Regions from separate parts of the Gasterosteus aculeatus genome. Here region 1 is linked to region 2. A link is a contact called in public Hi-C data. All regions are on one chromosome and are shown on one strand. The core of a region is the stretch at or near the end of the contact, and the rest is flanking DNA. Distances in the headings are between cores, read along the strand shown. Region 1 holds the start of mccc2 (methylcrotonyl-CoA carboxylase subunit 2). Region 2 overlaps psat1 (phosphoserine aminotransferase 1).

Evidence for each region. Hi-C and Micro-C count contacts between places; a contact is called where the count stands out from the background.
Region 1: a Hi-C map of skeletal muscle shows a contact between it and region 2, with 4 times the contacts expected there. The contact joins the promoter of mccc2 here to the enhancer-like site in region 2. A contact is called at or near these places in 2 of 6 Hi-C or Micro-C datasets (both in skeletal muscle).

What each region holds. Positions count from the first base shown.
Region 1 is chr13:4,022,889-4,025,588 of fGasAcu3.hap1.1, forward strand. It overlaps mccc2 (methylcrotonyl-CoA carboxylase subunit 2), which reads left to right and starts at 1,271. Exons shown (of 17, transcript XM_040195363.2): 1 at 1,271-1,512. The coding sequence starts at 1,381.
Region 2 is chr13:3,940,603-3,943,302 of fGasAcu3.hap1.1, forward strand. psat1 (phosphoserine aminotransferase 1) reads left to right here. Exons shown (of 9, transcript XM_040196372.2): 5 at 868-1,040; 6 at 1,218-1,387; 7 at 1,834-1,962. Among protein-coding and RNA genes, the nearest start is that of psat1, 4.3 kb to the left of the region's middle. Within about 2 kb of position 1,314, at least 1 of the 9 cell types and tissues checked has open chromatin away from gene starts, as enhancers often do.

The sequences.
Region 1 (2,700 bases), core at 21-2,520, 82 kb after region 2:
TCCACTTCCAATCATTAAAATATGTTATTCATTTTTTTTTTTTATTGTACCGTTAAGAGGCTTTTCATGCCTCTATCTATTCTGTCACATCAGCGCGCCGCGGCAGAGGGAAGAGCTCAGGGGTCACGGCAAAGTAGAGCGAGATGGATGAGTGAGAGGGTTCAAGTTTGCACAGAGTGGAGAATGGTGTATTCCCTAAGAAAACAGGAGCATCCATTTGAGTGGAGGTCAAAGACATTTCTATGCATGCTGACAGAATGGGTGTAAGCGTTGGAGAAAGGCCTCTTAAAACTAAATTAACCAAGCTCTTGGTTTGGAATGCTCTTCAGCGGATACTCAGCCAAAGGTTCTCTTGCTCAAATAAAGCACGGAGGGGGTCAGAAGGGTTGTTTTTTGTGAAGCTTTTAGGCTAACTCTAATTTACACTTAAAATCAACTTTAGCTGCCTTTTCTAAAAACAGGACACGGTCTCTTCTCTGTCCGTTTCAATGTTGCGTATGTTACAGTCAAATAGGAGTTTCCTATACTTTAGGGTGTGGCTTTATTCCTGAGGTTAATACTGCATATCAAAACTCCTACCTATGGGTAAACACAAAATGAAGAGTATATATTAATATTTAATGCTTTAAAAAAAATGGTATAAATCTATATTAGGGAGTAGTCTCTCGCCCGAAGTTAGCTGGGATTGACTCCAGCCACCCGACCCTGGATGACGGATATGCGGTTTGAAGATGGATGGATGGATGGATGGATGGATAGAAAGTTCAGAAAATTTTAACTGCTGGAGAATACATTTAATATAGAAAGTTTTTCAGACGCACATACACACGCACACAAACTATGCAGTGATTTTGGGTGCGTAATGCTTGTTAAAGCCACATGATGGCAGTATGTATCTGTATAATTTCATCTGCTATTTACCATCTTGGGTTCTTTTATATGAACACGCTTTACAATTGAAATAAACTCTGGTAAAGTTAGGTTATACTTAATTTGAAATCACAGAAATCAGAGAAAAACTACTCTACATATTGGATGAAAATTATTATGGGAGATGAAGGCAGTTTTATTTCTTTTTCGGAACTCTGTAATATAATAGAAATCTTACAAGATTCCTAAGGTAAATGTGAACACTTCAAAGCGAAAGTATTGATGTATTTATTACAATTACATTATTACATTACATTTGTAATAACTATTACCACCTGAGATACGAGTCTCAGGTGTGGAGCGCACACAGTTTGTGTATAAGACAGGTGGCGATAAAGAGCCCACTACCAGAGTCTACTACCATTAACCACAGAAGAAGAGGATCGACGCTAGATTAGCTAGCAAGCTAGCATCTACAAAGTGCACGGTTAGACAGTCGTGAGCATTAAAATGCTTCTGAGGACGGTAAAGCCGTGGTTGCTTCGTTGCAGGAGTTTGTCTCCGGCTTACACGAGGTCTTACTACGCCGACCAAGTAGCTCGACTCGGCTCTCTGCCGGATAAACAGTCCTCTGAATACCAGGTAGGTTAACGTGCGGCTAACGGCTGCTAGCACAACTACTACGTCACAACCGTACTCACTGCTAAAGTCAAAGTTAGCGGTTAGCTACGCAGTTGACAGGCTGACGTAAAGAGACGGGACCAATGTTGACTGGGATTGAAACCATATTTTGATTTTAAATCACTTGGGTGCACGTTTTGGCTTATTTACTCGCTATAAGAGGTCAAAACCTTGAGCTTTTGCTGTGCTCGGTCAAGGTGTTAACGTCATCACACAAGCTAACCACTGCGTTCAATCTGCGGTTCAGTAGATCACAACTAACTAACGTTACACCTGTCCCCAAAAAAGCTCCACGTTTCTGGCATCCCAGGTTGAATAGAGCCCCTCTGGTTATGTTGTATCCACGGGGGGGATTTGTCTGTCACACAATCATCATCTATAACAGTTGACGCTTCCCACGACAGCGACTCCGGCTCGAGTAAATCCGGTACATGAGGCACATGTTGCCAATGTTACCCAGGATCGAGTCTCTGCATGAGGGGTGAATATACCAAGACAAGGATTGTAAAAAATCTATCGTGAACTTTCATGTAATTGTAACCACTGAAAATGACACATCAGTAGTGTCTGTGCCTCGGTTCCACACTCGGTCACCAACAACCAACTCTTCCTCACCAATGCAACACCAAAGAATTGCACTGGATGGAGCTGCAGCCACACATCTTTATTACAGCTTAGAAAAAGGATTTATAACACAACAAAGGTAAACATGTCTGTTAAGTTCATACCCCAAATTACAGCGATGCTGAAATATTATTCATTCCTTTTCCCTTCCAATACATCTGGATTAGTGGATTAGTGAACTGCTCTATTCCAAAGGAGCCAGGAGATGAAGTTACAGCATACAACCCTAACACTCATCAGTTCCTTTTAAAGTGATGCCGTGCGTGTGTGTGTGTGTGTGTGCGTGTGTGTGTGTGTGTGTGTGTGTGTGTGTGTGTGTGTGTGTGTGTGTGTGTGTGTGTGTGTGTGTGTGTGTGTGTGTGTGTGTGTGTGTGTGTGTGTGTGTGTGTGTGTGTGCGCGCTGTAATTGGTGACTTTAAATTGCCCGTAGGTGTGTGAATGGTTGTGTGTCTCTGTGTAGCCCTGCGATTGGCTGGCGACCAGTCCAGGGTGAAGTCACCCGCGACCCTGTGTGGAGGATAAGCG
Region 2 (2,700 bases), core at 64-2,563:
AGCGCCCTGTCAATCACAGTAACCCCGCCCTAAAGCATACTCTGCTAAATGGACAATCATTTAATAAATGAACATCATGCTATATTGGACATGACTTGAAACTAGAGATTGAGACTATAAACCGTTCTTTTTGGAGTCGCCCCCTAATGGCCATTAGAGAGTGTAGTTTCTATCATACTGCTGGATCGTCCTTTTACTTACCATAATTTCACACACGAGCCATACAGCCGTTTGGTAGTAATTCTGTTTTTGCTTCATTACGCTTTAACTGTCCTTTTGCATCATTATCTGCAACCACTTCTCCTACTCATGGCCTTGAGGGACTGATCCAAACCCGACTGACTGTCCTTAAGGTAGCCGGGGATCCGCAGGGCTGACGCACAACAGACAACCCTTCACGCTCTCATTTACTGCTACGATCAATTTAGAGTTCTCAATTCATCTAAGCTGCAATTGAATCCCCATAAGTGGCTGTGTGCCCGGGCTGCTCCACAACAACCACAGAGACGCTGGTATGCGAGCAGCCTTTTCCGCATGGTTGTGTCCGACTGGAACTTTTGTTTTTGTTTGTCAGAGCGTATGGAGGCAGTTTCACAGTGTAAATGTATATTCTTCAGGCTGCCTTCACCAGAAAGGGGTATCCGTCATTTTTCTGAGCATTTGGCCCCGCAAATAAAAAGTCTACTTCCACATTTGTTTCTGCACTTGTGCCAAATGTTCACTGTGGGGAAAATAAAATACTGAAAAGAACAAGATCCAGAAGGAGAGCAGCAGGAATGTTCTTGGTCCTCCCATTTAAGTTTTAACAGGTCAATGGCTTGATTTAAAGGCAGTGGTTTCGCTGTCTTCTGTCGTTGTGCCCTCCAGAAATCCCCGACCCCAGCAGCTGGACCTTGAACCCCTCGGCCTCCTACGTGTACTACTGCTGCAACGAGACGGTCCACGGCGTGGAGTACAACTTCAGACCGGAAACCAACGGGGTGGTCCTCGTCAGCGACATGTCCTCCAACTTCCTGTCCCGACCTGTGGATGTGTCAAAGGTGAGGACTGGTTTGATACTGAATAAAATCTTCTGTTGTTGGATCCTTGACCCCCAAAGTTTCATATGGATTGCGTCAGGAAATCTGCTCTGAGAAGTGGGGGGTCTTTTAAAATACGTGTATAATGTAAAATGGTTGGAGTTCTAATACGATAAAGCCATGTGTGCTCTTGTCTAGTTCGGGCTGATTTTTGCCGGCGCTCAGAAGAACGTCGGCTGCGCCGGGGTAACCGTTGTCATCGTGCGAGAGGACTTGCTGGGGCACGCTCTGAAGGAGTGTCCCATTGTTCTGGACTACAAGGTGCAGGCTGCAATGAACTCCCTCTACAACACGCCGCCATGTTTCAGGTACAACCTGGTGGCATTTTACATTTTTCAAGATGTACCCAGAGGTTAGCTTAGCTTGACGTAGAAACAGGAAACGGATGAAACAGCTGGCTTTGCTCTTACGTCATCTGCACCTTTTTATAAATCCAACAAATACTGTACTTCAACATTTATGTTTCCTGGTGGATAATTTACTTGACAGTGCTGCAGGAATGAGTCCTAACACCAGGTGATTTTGCTCTTTTGGTTCCTCTCATAGGGAAGTTACCTCTCTAGGCTTTATTGTATGCTAAGCTAAACAGCTGCTGCTTTATATGTAGCATGATCATTTATCTTTTAACTCTGGGTAAATATTTAGCACGTCCGTTTTTTCTTTACCCAATATATTGAAATGTTGCTCTAAGGATTTTCCAAAACGATTGTTGCGGTATGCAGAATGATTGTTGAACTGAATTCTGTTGGTTCAGCATCTACATCATGGGTCTGGTTCTGGAGTGGATTAAGAACAACGGCGGCAGCGCTGCCATGGAGACGCTCAACAAGCAGAAGTCGTCCATGATCTATGACATCATCAACGCCTCCAATGGTTTCTATGAGTAAGTATCTCCAAACTCCAGCCGCTGATTTTCAAATAGGTAATTCAGTGAAGTTTAAAACCTTTGTGGGGAAAGTCCACTACCTCCAACATGTGCTCCCCAACACCCGGTCGTAAAGGTGACCCGACGATTATCTGCAGTATCAGTAAGGGTCAGAAGTAACGCTTCTATCATCGCAACGTTAGAAATGAAGGAGGGAGATCTCAGCGGAAATAAAGTTGCGTTGCCCTCTGCGCTCTGTCGCTTTGTAAATGTTCACAACATAAATGTTTGCGCTAGTTGCTGCAGGGAAGGTGACACAGGAGAGGGTGAGTGTCAAGGAGCAGTTTGTGGTTAAAGGCCTGCAGCCCTTCTCGACACTGGATTCAAAGGGATTGAGGAAGCAACTAATAAGTCCGTGTATATAAGTTGTTATTACGTATAGTTATTTATGAGGGCAGCAGCTGTGTGGGTTATTTTAAAGCTGCTCTGCCACTCCAGCCAACACACCGTAACAATTATAGTTACTTTACTCTGAAGTCCAAATACACTCCTCAATGTAGGAATGATCTCAAATTTACGTTTGTTGTTGGCAATAACATAATGAACAATAATGAGTTATTTAAACATTTTTTGCTGCTCAAGAATATTTCTTTACATGTGAATTATTTAGCAATGTTGATCGGTTTGTTTTATTGTCTTTATCTCACAAAATAATCAAGTAATATAAAACCACTAGACCTGTAAAATGATACACAT